Regions from separate parts of the Gossypium hirsutum genome. Here regions 2 and 3 are each linked to region 1. Evidence: chromatin contacts called from public Hi-C data. All regions are on one chromosome and are shown on one strand. The core of a region is the stretch at or near the end of the contact, and the rest is flanking DNA. Distances in the headings are between cores, read along the strand shown. Region 1 holds the start of LOC121215338 (putative disease resistance protein RGA1). Region 2 has its middle 32 kb from the start of LOC107950019. Region 3 holds the start of LOC107950534.

Region 1 (5,120 bases), core at 1,075-3,574:
AACTTTATTTTATATAAATAATATTAGCACAACTATTTTAAATAAAAAAATTACTTTTTAAATATCAAATTTAAGTTATAATTTCTTTTAACTAATAATTGTAAATTAAATTATAATTATCACAACTTTTTTTATATTTTATACTTAGAATTCTATTTAAGTAATACTTTTATTTTAAAATTAACAACATTTTGTTTACATCAAACTTCTTTTAAATGATAACGGTAAATTAAATTATAATTATTTTTAAATATGTAATTATCATAATTTTTATTAAATTATAATTATTTTTAAATGTATAATTATTACTCCTATTTTAAGCTAATTTTTTAAATTAAATATTATAATTATTTTTAGATATCAATTTATTAATATGATAAAGAATTAAGGATATTCCTATCCATTCAAAAATTCCTTCTGCTTTTATATATATTATACAATTATAGATATAAGCTAGAAAATTCTCTAAAGCAAATTAATTGACACATTTTAGCCTAAAAGAAAAAAAAACGTAGCAAAATCAGAATTCAAACCAAACAATAAAAGAAAATAATGAAAATACAATTAATAAAAGGAAGTAATAAACTTCCGTGATTGACTTGATAATCAAGAGCTATTAATTTTAGAACTTACTTGGGTTCGAACTTTTGAAGGAGTAATGATAAGTCTTTATTTGAATAGTTCCCTTTAGACACCCTTAAAGTGGGTGCGTGTGTACTAACCTCTTAATTGTACATTATAAAAAAAATTAGTAATAAACATCCAGTAAATATATATATATATATAACACATTGCATGACTAGACATATACAATGTCGTTCAAATGAATAAACAAACATTCCTCAACTTATTTTTTTTAAGCTTGAACTAGTTAATTTTTATATTGGGATTTTAACCCTTTTTTTCTAATTAGTTTTTAAATTTGACAATTTTTTCCACATTAAAACCTGGATTGTTTTTGGTCCAACTTTTTTTAAATGTAAATATCAGTGGCTAACTTGAATAAAAGAAAGCTCAAGCGGAATGGTAAAACAATTGTTAAGTTAAGAGATTAACTTAGACAAAAAGAAACTTCAAACCCCAATGTGAAATAAGTTCAACCCTTTCAAGGATATGAACCTTAAATTCAATAGAAAAGCAGCAGCCAAATCTTAAATCCAATTCCAAATATACAAACCGAGTAACAATCAGCAAAAAGGAAATACAGACAGTCTTTAAATAAAACATCAAAGCACAAATAGCTTAATCTATATTACAACCTAACAATAAGGAGACGTTGGAAGCCAACAACACCTCTCCTGCTCAACTTTTGGGATTTGCATCGACAATACTTTGGTATAACCACCAATTCCCCTGCCATTCAATAACAAGGAATTATGAAATCTTCTAAACAATACTAAGTTCACCAACATCTTTCAATAAAAAGAAATCAAGTCTTACAAAGAATGGTGGGGCTGATCAATTATCATTAGCTGAAATTGCATTGCCATCCAAAACAATAAAAGAGGCATGAGCAATGTTGAGCCAATCCATACCGGTTCCTTGTTGGCATCTTTGACTTAAAAGAGGACAATATTCAATCTTCAATTGCTTGAGGCGTTGCATGTTATTTGGCAAACTTAACAGTTGTGGGCAGTGGATGATGGCAAGTTTTTCAAGTGATGTGAGATTGTGCCACTCTACTGAAGTTGTGAGGTTTACACAGTCTGCAATGGTTAGATTCTTTAAGGTGTTTGCGGACCCTCGTAGAAGCCATTGGGGTAAAGCCCCCAGCTTAGGTAAGTTTACAATGCCCAATGATAGAAGGCTGAAACCATCTTCTTCTACTTTTTCTATTTTCTCTTGGAATCCTTGTGTCCTACTCAAATCAAGCTGTTCGCAATCCGTAATAATTAGATATTGTAATGCAGTTAGATTTTCCAAACCAAGTGGCAATGATACCAAGTTTTTGCAAGCAGCAATAACCAGTGTATTCGGGGATGTGAGTTCCTGAATCTCTTGAAACAAATATTTCAGATTGGGACAGCCATAAATAACTAAAAGTTGAAGTGATTTCAAGTGTTGTAAACCATTACCACCAAGATCCTGTTGTTGTGTGGTTAATGATAAAAAATTGAGACTGACCATGTACCTCATATACTTAGGCAGCTCTTCAATTTGGCCACAACCATGAAAATTCAAAGTTTGTAATTTGTACAACTCACAAAGGGAGTTGGGAAGTTTCTTGATGTTGGGACAGTTAGAAAGGTCGAGAAACCTTAAATGCTTCAAATAACCAATCCATTTAGGCAATACTTGGAGAGTAAACTCAGAAAGATCAAGCATTCGCAAACATTAGAACCTTTTTAGACATGTTTCAATGAAGGATTTGTCGAAATCGGGAAGCTTGAGTGAACGCAAATGGCCAAATCTATTAAGGAATTCAGAGGGATTTTGGTTGAAGTTAATAAGCCACATATGTCGAATCCCAAAGGCAGTATTTTCCTCAAAGGAGTTGACTACACAACACTCATTCTTTGACACTGATAATGCAAGATCATGGAAAAGATGATGCATCTTAAAAGTATCAAAAATATATCCCTCATCATAATCTTGAAAGAAAGATCCCGACAACAACTCATTCAAATACTACATACCAATATCATACGGATTTTCATTTTTACTAGGGGATTCAAGAAGACCGTCAGCCATCCAAAATGCGATTAAGTTAAACTCATTAAAGCAATAATCATTTGGATAGAGTGAGCAATAAGCAAAACATTGCTTCAGCTGAGGAGACAGTTGATCACAACTTAATTTCATAATAGAAAATATTTCATTATCTTTCTCCATTAATTTCCACCTTTCACTATCTCTGACAAGTGTCCACTCTTGCTCTGAAGTTTTGAAGAAAAGCAAACTCCTCAATTCCTTCACTACTAGAGGAATCCCTTGGCATTTCTTCATAATTGCTTGCCCAATTTTCACAAGGTTTGGATGTTGTTTCTCTTTCCCTTTCTTGAAAGCAAATTTGAGAAACAAGGATAAAGATTTTTCATAAGGAAAAGCTTTCAAATAGTGGCAGGGGATTGTGCCTGTGATCTCTGCAACTCGGTTACTCCGAGTGGTGACTACAATTCTTCTTCCGCTAGCTCCTCCCGCTAATAAATTTTTGAATTCCACCCACTTTCTGTTATCTTCATTCCAGACATTATCTAAAATCAGCAAATACTTTTTACCATTCAAGCACTCCTGTAATGCCTCCTATAATTGCTCCAAATCCCTACTTCCAAGGTCTCCATCGCCACTATTTCCAGATTTAATGATTTTTACCATTAATCCTTTTAGATCAAAGTCAACGAAAACACACACCCATTGTTTCAACTCAAAGTGAGCATCTACAGTTGCATCATTGAAAACTAGTTTGGTAAGGGCGGTCTTCCCCAGACCTCTGATTCCAACTATGGGAAGGACGGGTATGTCTTCCTTCGCTGCATCATCCTGCGTTAACATCTTTACAATTCTTTTTTTCTCTTCATCTCTGCCAATGACCTCTGATGTTAGCACAAAAAATATTGTTTCCCTGTCCCAGCGCAGGTCATGACTTCGGCCATCATGTTTGTCAACGACATGAAGACTATTTCTCAATACAGTAATCTCATGAAAATTCTGATTGAGTTGCTTAATCTTGTGGGTCATCTTAAATCAAAAAAATAAGTGGGTTTTGTTATGAAACTACTTCAGGATTGAAATATATCAACATTTATTTTAGTTTTTTTAGTAGTTAGTTATTTTGCATGTTGCTTAAGTTTAGGAGAAAGTGGGATGTTGATGTTGATTTTATTTTATTATAAATACTGAATGTTTGCTGAATGAAATTGAATAACCTTCATCCATTTTTTTGGTTTTATGTTTTATTTCCTTTGAATTGTTACAATTGATATCAGAGCTTTATTCTTAAGGGATCTGTATGTGTGTGAGGGTGTTGAGTTATGGATGTTGAAGCAGGTTCTAGTTTTTCTTCAATTTCTCCACCAATGTTTGATGGAGACAACTACCAAGTTTAGGCAGTTCGTGTGGAGGCATATATGGAAGCTTTGGTATTTGGGAAGCAGTGGAAAAAGATTATGACATTCCTGTTCTCCTAGCTAATCCTACTATGGCACAAATAAAATTGTAGTAGAAAAAGAAAATAAAGAAATCCAAGGCAAAAGCTTGTTTGTTTGTTGCAATCTCGTCTACAGTCTTCACTCGGATAATGACTCTGAAGTTATTCTATGAGATATGGAATTATCTCAAGTCAAAATATGAGGGAGATGAAAGAATCTAAGGGATGCGTGTGCTAAACTTGATTCAAGAATTTGAGCTGCAGAAGATGAAGGAAATAGAATCAATTAAAGAGTAATCTGATAGGTTATTGGGTGTTGCAAATCGAATCAGATTACTTGGTTATGAGTTCAAGGACTCAAGAATTGTTGAAAAATTCTTATAACAGTGCCTGAAAAATTTGAGGCATCCATTTCGGCCTTGGAAAATACCAAAGATCTTACTCAAATCACTCTTGTAGAGATTTTCAATGCTTTTCCAACACAAGAGCAGAGAAGAACTATGAGACAAGAAGGTGCTGTTGAAGGAGCCTTGCCATTCAAGCATCACGAAAATGCAAAAAACAATAAGAAGAAATTTGTTAAGAAGAATCAAAATTCTACTTGTGAATCTTCAACTAACAACAAAGCAAGAATCAAATGAAAGCTGACTAGGAAGATGAGGATCAACTGTTTGTGGCTATATACTTTGTGGGCAGTGAGTCAAATGAAAGCTGGTTGATTGACAACAGCTGCACCAACCATATGACTCATGACAAGGAGTTGTTTAAAGATTTGGAGCCAACTAGCATCACCAAAGTTAGAATTAGCAATGGGGATTACATCTCTGTTAAAGGAAAAGGAACAGTTGCAATTGCAAGTTGTACAGGTACAAAACATATACAGGATGTTCTTTTTGTTCCTAAAATTGATCAAAATCTGTTGACTGTGGGGCAGTTTATTAAAAAAGGCTTCAAAGTCATTTTTGAAGATGAATATTGTCTGATTAAGGATGCAGCTAATCAAGATATCTTTAAAGTGAAAATGAAAGGAAAG
Region 2 (5,120 bases), core at 779-3,278, 250 kb before region 1:
TTCTCTATTAACAAATACCTTAAAATAACTTCCTTTGTGTTGTTGTCTCTCGTACCTCCTATCCCCTTATCTCTTTTTGTTTTGTATGGAGGCCTTTTCTAGAATGTTACCACATGCTCAAAGTACTAATGTTATTAGGGGAATTCGGGCTAGCCAAAACGGCCCTAGTATTAACCACTTGTTTTTTTGTCGATGATGCTCTTCTATTTGTCAGGAACAAAAAGAAAAAACTGAAGTGGAGGCCTTTTTGAATATCCTTAGTGACTTTGCACAAATCTCGGGCCAAAGCATTAATCTTGACAAATCTATGGTGTTTTTTTAGCCCGAACACTCCTATGAACCAACATCAACAATATGGTGACTTACTTAGAATGAGAGTGGTTGACAAGCTCGATAATTACCTTGGCTTACCCCTCCTCGTTGGGAAGAAAAAGTCTATGACCTTTCAAAGTATTACTAACCGTATTTCTTGCAAGATTAACAGTTGGTCTAAGAGGCTCCTATCTTGTAGGGGTAAAGAAATTTTCATTAAATCTATACTTCAATCCATTCCAACTTACGCTTTTTCAGTTTTCCTTGCTCCCAGAGGCATCATTGAAGACTTACAATTCAAAATTAATCGTATGTGGTGGAATGGTAAAGATAGAGGTCAGAGCTGGTCAATGCTCACTTGGGACAGAGTCTGCTTTCCCGAAGGCATGAACGGCCTCGGCTTTCGGGATCTTCTTCTTTTCAACTTGGCTCTCTTAGGCAGACAAGTTTGGAGACTTCTTACTTGTAAAGATACTTTGTGCTATCATGTGTTAAGTTCAAAGTACTTCCCTGATGGAGATATCTTTCGCCCTAAATGTATAGACAAGCCAACGTACACTTGGATCAGTATTGCTACTGCTACTAAAACCCTCGTGAATGATTTCGGTTGGCATATGGGCGACGGCAACAGCATCGAAATTTGTAAAGATAATTGGGGTTTTAAGGGTTTAAATGGTGATTCGTTTTGCTCCACTATTCTGACTTTCCATGAACGAAAAGTGAAAGACCTTTGGAACAATAACTACACGTGCTGGAACAAAGAAAGGGTGCATGAGCTTTATGGTAATAGTATGGGGGACCAAATTTGTAAAATTCTAATTATTGCAAAAGGTCCGAATGACAGAAAGGTGTGGTTTCATAACCCCCCACGGTTTCAATACCTCTAAGTCAGCTTATTCGTGGCTTCTCCTCAAGCAGGTGGGCTTTGGCCCTCATAGATTCTTCTGGAAAACAATCTGAAAGCTGAATACATTGCCCAAGATCCGTGTTTTTTGCTGGTGGGTGAGTTATGGCATTCTTCCTAAGTATGCTAAGATTTCTTCTATTCGTTAGGATTTTAGAAAAGAGTGTCCTAGGTGCGGTGCGAGGTGGAAACCCATAATCATGCCCTGAAAGATTGCCCCACCACTCGCGCCATTCTTGCTCTTGGTGGCCTTTACAATAGGCTCCTCATTAGAGAGTATTCACAATGCATCGACTGGATCGAGGACGTCATGCGTGTTTTGGATATGAAAGCGGTTGCCGACTGCATTACAACGCTTGGAACAGCTGGAACAATCACAATAACTTTGTCTTTAAGGGCAAGGAGGAAGATGTGAGGGTGGTCTGGGATAGAGCAATAACCCTTTGCCAAGATTTTCGTACTCATAACTTGGTTAACAAGCCGCTGCTGCCTGTTACTCCTGCTACTAAAAACTGGGTGAAACCTCCGCGCGGTTTTGTGAAAATTAACTTTGATGCCGCTGTGTCTAATAATAAGATTGGATATTGGGTGATTGCACGTGACTCCGATGGTTTCGTACTTGGAGGGTGGAGGCTTCAAAGATGTTGAAATGTTAGCTGCATGGGTGGAGCTTTATGCTTTTGAAGAGAGTTTGAAGTTTGCTTTCTCCCTTAATATTTCTAAAGTGATTTTCGAATCAAACCGTGTCAGCTTGGTTAACAAGGTGAAAAAACGTGGCAAGGATATTACCATGTTGGGCTACGGTCTGCAAGGAATTGGAAAATTTTAATTCGGTCATTTTCAATTGGGCCAACCGCAGCTATAATAGGATTGCGGCTTTTCTTTGCAAACAGGCTATTAAAAATAATTGTAATTGGACTTTTGACATGGATTATTCTATGGATATCCATGATTTTGTTATTAGTGATTCAATAAATTGAGTTTGACCCTTAGGTCTTTTTACAAAAAAAAAAAAAGAAAATTGTAAAATAAGATTGCTTTAGATAATGACTTAAACTCCCTACCTTGAACATCTATCATTGTTATTTCTGGTGCATCTTTACCATTAAAAAATCCATCGAATTCATGGTGCCTATCTAATTCTTCATCCTTTACTTCATTATTTTTTGAAAATCCCGCCTCATTAGATCTAATGCTCATAGTTCGCTGGTCATTCAAATCAAATTCAGTCACCCATTTCATCAACCTTCCAAGTTGTCGAATCCCTAATCTCTTATTACACTTTCCAATTACCTAATCCCCAAATACCTTATCAGATAGTTAATTCTTCACTACCCTTAGTAGCTCTAGCGCTCATAATCGCCTAGTCATTTAAATATAATTCAACATTCTCCCCAATTTCATCAAACCCCCAACTTGTCAAATCCCTAATCCTCAATTTCACTTTCTAATTCCTTATTCCCCAAATACCTTATCACATATTCAAATCTTTGCTACCAATGTTTCTAAACCACACCTACCCAATTCTAAATTTTGGAAACAAAGTCAAACCCTTATCGGAAATGGCAAATGGAAAATTTTCTATTCCTATGCTTGCCTTCTATTCCTTTTTGAAGAATGTTCAAAGTTTTACTTTTACTTTCGTGGGTACCATTCCAAAGCACCGCTTCATCCATGCTTTCATGAAAATGGAAATTTCCAAATGTTGTGGAAAGTGACAAATGTTATCACCCAAAATAGAATGAAACTGGTTGAAACATATTTGTAGGTTACTTCATATTACATGTGGCATCATCGATAGGCCAACTAATCTTGTTTTGCTAACTAGTTTTGTCACACCCCAAACCCGACCAAGACGGACCGACCTGAATTCGAAACATTACATTAGTCACTTAAGTGACTCTCCGGCTAACGACCACTCAAGACACACCCTGACCTTATAACACCTCAATTTTATCTAAGTAGTTATTTATTAATACGGACGCAAATTATGAGCCCATTTTAAACTATTTTTAGGTAATTTAACCTAAGGGCATTTCCGTCATTTTACCACCTATGGTAAAACTAACTTGGTTTTAGATCTAAATGTTTACCGATCGTCTTTTAGTCAAAATTATGCAAGCCTAAAAATTTTAATTTAAATTGAGTTTGTTTGCTGTGTCTAATTCAAGTTTTATTATTAGGGACTAAATTGTAACCATACAAACTATCAGGACCTATTCTGAATTACAAATTGTGTTTCTATCAAAATTTACCCTTTACGAGACTAATCCTAAAATTTTACCAAGTTTCCTTATCATCTTAGAGATCTAAGTAGACTAATAAACTTTCAAGACTAAATTAGAACTTAAACAAATCAAAATACCAATTTAAAAAGATAAAAAATTCAAACCCCCAAAAACCCACACGGCCGTGTCCCCCAGACCATGTGTCATTAAATACCCTTGTTCGTGTCGTGAAAAAATTCTAGGCAGATTGCACATGCCCGTGTGGGAATCCCAAACACCCGTGTGTGATAGCTCCAGTTTCCACACGCCCGTGTGCAACCCCTCACAAGCCCGTGTGGACAAGCACATGCCCGTGTGAAAACCACTGCACCTATTTTCGAGAAAAACTCATTTTAAAACCCGATTTTACATATTTTATTGGTCAAATTAACCCGATTTAATTATGATTAACTAACATACATATACATAGACCTTCAATTGAATTTATTGACATCAATTAAGCCTTAATTAAATAGAATTTGGCAATCAATTTCATGCACATCAAACACCGAATAAATCTAACAAGTGGTTTACCTTAGTCGCTAGTAAACCACTCCATGGAAGCTTCAATTAAACAATTGTTAGTATAAATTCCATGCTCCACACACCATGTTATCAATCACCGTGTTATCAAGTAACAATACACCGTAAATCATCCAATAATTAAACTCAAACATGCCTCAAAATTATTATAAAACCATCCCAAATAAATGTTCAATGTCCGAAGTCTAATTACAACCAAAATCAAACTAATTCTCGGGAGTACCACAATGCCCAATTACAATCTCTAAAATGTGTAATAAAGTCTCTACCAAGCCTAAGTCTCTTGGAACTCCCTTGCTTGGCTCCTCAGCTCCTCAATCCTGACAATTATCTGCATGAATGTGAGGGTGTGAACTTTAAAAAGCTTAGCGAATGTTAATAAAAATGACTAGTAAATCAACATCCAATTCATGCTTAATTCACAATCAATCATTCACCAATTGTCAGCCAATATAATTAACATGTCAATTTAATTTCCAAAAGCATTTTCCATTCCAAAAATCAATTATTCATGGCTTTCAATTATCAATTGACATAACAACAATCATAGATAAATATATTGGCATACATTTATCATGGCTTAATCGGGTGATCATACATTGAATAATCGGATCTCCGAACTCCCACAAATAACAAATGTAGTCCGCCGAGTTGAGCAGGCCAAAGCAATCACTCCTTTATAGCACTTCAAATAACCCATTGAGTGGAGACTCATGCTCAACACTCCCTTATCTACTCCAAATCAGTCCACCTAAAGCCTCATTGCTCACAAATAATATATCAATATAGTGAGTACTCAAAATCCTATGACGTGCCAACTATATCCAATGGATCCACCATGCATGCTACCAATATATTCAGTCAAACATAGCAAATAAATCAGTCATTATGGTGCTCAATTTAATATGACAAGATGCTTATGTATAACATGTAACATAGTCATTTAGCATCCAACTAAATCAAACAATTCATTTCTCAATTTCCCATATTCAATTATCAAATGTAACACCAACATATCATGATAAAATTTTCAATACACATGCTTTAAAATAATCTTTAAAATTAGTCAAATTAAATAGCACAACACCACCCAA
Region 3 (5,120 bases), core at 1,724-4,223, 170 kb before region 1:
AACAAGCTCTTAATTTTTGTTTAAAAATAAATATTCAAATGACTATATTTAACTTTAATTGATAACTATTTAAAATAATATAAAATACCATATTAATAAGACTGAAATTATGAAATAAAGAACTATGAAATATAAAATACTATCTTAATAACAAAAATATAAAATACTTTATTAATAAGATTAAAATTATAAGATAAAGAATTTTTAAAATCAAGATTTACTATTATCAAACAACATAAATATAATCCTTTTGGACTTAATTTTTACTAATATACCAAACAATTATATCATATAAATTCAGTACTAAACATTCAAAACTTAATTTTTCACTTAATTAAACATCTAACATACCAAATAGTTTTATAATATAAATTTAGTATTTATAAAATTCTACCAAAAATTCAGTACTTACTTTTTTTGGTACAATTGTGATTTGAACCAAGCTATTCCCGGGGAAGGGGATCGTTCGGCCAATAGGTCACAACTTGGGGTTCCAAAAATTCAATACTTAATTTTTCAACATTTTAATTGTTTAGTTGATCAAACAACACAAGGCTTTGCTTGAACCTAAAAGGCAGCATGTATACATTCATGATACTAAAAGCCAACTTGTAACCAGACATTAAGGTTTAAAAGACTCAACCAGAGGTGAAACTGATCAGACTTCCAATTCTAGTCCAACCAGTTGAACCGACCGCTTCAAAATAGTTTTTTTTTTGTCTTTAATATTAAAATAGTTTTGATTATAGTTTTTCCTTATACATTTAAGTTTACCAGGATCTGATTATTGATCACTAGAACTAAAAGTGTAGCACTCTACAAATAGACCACATAGTTATTGGCAATATAAAATATAGTTAATAATTAAAAAAAGTATGTTTTTGATTTAATAGTATAGATTTCAACATAAAATTATGAGGTTAGGGAAAACAACAAACAAAAAGAAGATAAAACCGATTTTTAACCGGTTCAAACTGTTTTGTGCTTGTTTGGTTACTAAGTAACTTAATATGCTAGCTGAAGCCGACAGTCCACCAGCTCACCAACCAGTCCAAATTTTTTAATCTATGCTAGACATCCCCCCCCCCCCTTTCTCTTCCCCACCAAAATGCATAGTAGAACATCAAGTAACTATTATCGGTTTTGAAGGTGCTTGTCAATAAAAGATGTCTGGTAATACAGAGAAGAGTGAGAACTCAGAAAATAAATGCAATTAATATGCATCATGACACTGAGAATACAACCCATCAGAAAAGCCTTTATGACAATCAATATTCACCCTCCCCACAACAAACATGCAAACATGCAATACACATAGAGTTCCTGAAGAAGTAGATATGGTGACTTACGGGATCAGGACTACACACTGCACTTTGGCTACTGCCACCTTCACAGGTCCAGCTACCATCCTCATGTATAGAAATGAACCCTGCTAGATTCTGGACAGAAATAACTGCTGCTTCTCTGCACATATGGATCAAAATTTCAAGAAGTAAAATAAAAAAGCACCAGAAAATTTACATAAACGGTAACTCCAGTGATTACATAATCTTATCTTTGCAACATTAAACAGAGATGAGAAATAAGAAAAAGAATTTTAAAATACTAAAAATCTCATTCTCAATGATATTAGCATCTTTGTACGCAATTTAAACAAGCCAATTATAGCTTTTATAAAATATATATAACTAATAGCTACTAAAACATACTCAATGCAAATGCAATGAAGCTGGCAAAGCATAAACACCTTACCTTTTAGTAACAAGAACAATATCGATATTCTGTCGAGAGCCAGTGTTGACATCCGGAATGTGAAGCCCCACATACACCTTTCCACCATAAAGCTTTTCAAGTCTACAATGAAGATGCATCAAAAGAAGCAATTAGTTGAGGAGTGGAAGGATTTGATTACGGCCACTTAAAGCTTACCAAAATACTCCGTTTTAAATTTAGCATTAATGTCAATTTTGGTCCCAAATAAGCTAATAAAATAACCTAAGACTATGTTTGATTGTTGCTTCTGCTACTTGATTTGTGCTACACAAAAGAGAGAGAGAATTAACACAAAATCCCGCTCCATATAACAGTAAAATCATGGACTTCGTTATTCAAAAGATCTGAAAATCAATTTTTAATTCTTCACATTCAAACGCATTAATCCTTTTCACTCACAAAGCCCAATAGCAAGTTGATAAAAGCAACAGCAAAAGAAGTGTCAATTCACAACATTTTTTCCATTCGTAAACACTACTTCAAAACTCTTTCTAAGAATTCAATTCTCCATGAAACCAAACAAACCTTAACAACCTAATACTTGCACAATCAAGCTCAGCTCAGAAACAAGCTCTACTAAAATCAAGAAAGTATCGCTCTTTTTTTTTCGGGGGGGGGGGGAATTTATTAGAAAATCATGAAAATAGAAAAATGTTGAAAGAGTAAAAGTAGCACCTATTGGCGACGGAGAAAGTAGCATCAAAATCAGAGGTTTCGAACTCCAAAACGTCGTCGGAGCCGTAGAAGAAGCGGCGGAACAAGCGGTAAAAGACAAGTCCACAGATGATCTCCACCCACATGGTGGACTCCTTTATTCTAATTTTTCCGCCGTAAAATATAAAACTTGAAAATGAAAATGAAATTGGAAGTTCCAACACAAACAAACGCCACAGCCACAGGATCCTATTTCCTTCTTATCTTCTCTTCTTTCTTTAGAAATAAAAATTGATGGGATTTTAACGTGGGAGTAAAAGCAACGCCGTGTTGACTACCGCTTCTCTGTTAGGAAAGAAAGGGCAGACCACCGGACCAGCTTAACACCTTAACCACTAAGCAGGAAAACAATGTTTCTTTATTCTAGCTAGTTGGTCACCTAACTTAAGGGGTTTTTTTTTATTTTTGTTCACTTAAAATTAATTCCTTGCAATTTGGTCGCTTTCATTTATCACACAATAGTTAAATCGCTATGTTAAGCTCGAATAGATCGATAACCATGAAGCTGAAAAGAATAAAAAGAAAGGTCGAGTCGATTTTTTTTGGATAATAAATGTTCAATAGGATGGTTTTTTTTTTCTAAAGCTTAATTGTATTTTTATTTTTTTATTAAGGGTTTTTTTAATCTTTCAGCCAATAAATTATTGAATTTTTTTATCCATTAATAATGTCAACTAATTTGTTACTATAATAATAAAATTAATTAATTTAATCTCCATATAGATTTTAAAATTTTATTTTATGTTTTGAGATTATCCTTAACGAAATCAACTCAAATAACGAAACTTAAACTTGTTTTGATAATATAAACCTGAGGAAAAAATAATTACAATTAATTAAATTAATTATTTGCTCTTCGTTTGGGAAAAAGTAATGAAAAAAACATGAGCTTTGTTTGGAATGGAAGATAAAATTAATTAATTACCAGGATTTTTCTTTGCTTTTATGATTATCTTAGCATAGAAGATTCAATATCATATAATAAAAAAATTGGCTTAATATACTATTTGATACTTGAAATTGACATTTTTCCTAATTTGGTACTTAAACTTTTTTTGTCCAATTTCATATCCAAACTTGACACTTTTTCCTAATTTGGTACCTAAACTTGACATTTTTTCTTAAGTTGATACTTAATCTTTTTTGGGGTCCAATTTGATACCTGAACTTGACTCTTTTTCTTAATTTGGCATGTAATCTTTTTTTTGTTCGGTTTGGTACTTGAATTTGTCAAACATTTTACAAATTACTCCAATATACTAACAATGTTATTTTTTTATGAGGTAGCAAAAATAATCAATGTATGACCAACATATGACACATGATATGATATTTTTTAGTATTTTATATGTTCAATTACTTTTAGTTTTATTTAATTAATTAATTATTTTATTAATTGAAAATAGTGAGTTTCTTTTCATTTGATTTTTTAAAACTATTTTTTTTCTTATTTAATATTAATTCGTTAAGCATAGCTCAATTCCTACTTTTTTTACATGAATTTCCTCTAACACTGATTATATTTTTGTAGCATAACAAAAAAATTAACACTGTTAGTGTTTTTGTAACACCTCATACCCAGCCTAGACGTTATGACCGAATCCTGAGGAATTAACACTGTTATCTTATCCGGTTACTTCATTTAAATTCCAAAAAAAACACACATAAAATTACTTATTTTTTGTAGCGAAAGTTAAAATAGAGTTTTGAAAATCATAATTTGGCTTTGAAGTTTAGTGCATTGCAGTTTGAATTAAAATAATCTAAAACATTAAAGTAGTTCAAAACGAAAAATAAAATCTAAAATATAATCAGTCCTCAAAAGTCTAAAAACAATCCAATGGAAAATAATATTTAAACTGAACAAAATAATTAAAAAAAACCAACAATTTTTAACCGAGCTTCCGCCACACCGATTCGTCCTAAGTCTGTTGGTTACCTAAGAGAAAAACAAACAGAAAGTGAGCTTACGGCTTAGTGTGTAACACATCTCAAACAACAAATCATACACATATAAATTAACAGATAGTATTTCAATTTATGCTCAGATACAAATTAGAGATATTTTCATTAACAGAAGCAGATGCAGAATCAGACCCTACCCCCATCCGCTACACACCATCTCCGTCCATCTCTACACACCAATTAGGGTATCAAGTACCCATTCAACCCCATACACCAATAAGTGAGCGTATGTCACTTTTCAGAAGTAGTGCAGTCAAGCTACCAATTAATAATATGCGATAAACCGCCAGTAACATATATATATGGTTGAGTCACCAGAACAGATATATGTGGTTTTAAACCACCAAATAAGGCAGATAATTAAAATGCCAACACTTCCTCCGTCATATCACATCCAAACCCAATGTAAATGTACGTACTAATAGAAATTCAATATACAAATGTCATGCATACTTTTCGTATGTAATCATGCTTTCAGAATTGTCAGTGCACAGATCATACATATATAATTCACATACCTTAATCATATCGTATACAGAAGCATACTAACAGATATCATGTTTTCAAGTCTTATCTAAGCAATATGGACCCTACAAAGAGTTTAAATACGAATCACAGATCAAATTGCCCCTAAGTGACAATTCTCAGAAAATGGGCCCATAGGGCCC

Evidence for each region. Hi-C and Micro-C count contacts between places; a contact is called where the count stands out from the background.
Region 2: a Hi-C map of leaf shows a contact between it and region 1, with 3 times the contacts expected there. The contact joins the enhancer-like site here to the promoter of LOC121215338 in region 1. A contact is called at or near these places in 2 of 34 Hi-C or Micro-C datasets (both in leaf).
Region 3: a contact with region 1 is called in a Hi-C map of leaf, with 2.6 times the contacts expected there. The contact joins the promoter of LOC107950534 here to the promoter of LOC121215338 in region 1. A contact is called at or near these places in 3 of 34 Hi-C or Micro-C datasets (callus and leaf).

Annotation. Positions count from the first base shown.
Region 1 is chrD03:9,340,601-9,345,720 of Gossypium_hirsutum_v2.1, forward strand. LOC121215338 (putative disease resistance protein RGA1) reads right to left here and starts at 2,325. Exons shown (of 2, transcript XM_041089725.1): 1 at 1,441-2,325; 2 at 1,087-1,353. The coding sequence starts at 2,325. The coding sequence ends at 1,459. LOC121215339 (a long non-coding RNA gene) reads left to right here and starts at 2,780. Exons shown (of 2, transcript XR_005911156.1): 1 at 2,780-3,455; 2 at 3,572-5,120.
Region 2 is chrD03:9,095,598-9,100,717 of Gossypium_hirsutum_v2.1, forward strand. No RefSeq gene overlaps it. Among protein-coding and RNA genes, the nearest start is that of LOC107950019, 32 kb to the left of the region's middle. Within about 2 kb of position 2,029, at least 4 of the 9 cell types and tissues checked have an H3K27ac peak or open chromatin away from gene starts, as enhancers often do. A contact at or near this core is called in leaf, where this site is marked.
Region 3 is chrD03:9,165,336-9,170,455 of Gossypium_hirsutum_v2.1, forward strand. It overlaps LOC107950534, which reads right to left and starts at 2,974. Exons shown (of 7, transcript XM_016885403.2): 1 at 2,449-2,974; 2 at 1,753-1,854; 3 at 1,350-1,464. The coding sequence starts at 2,573.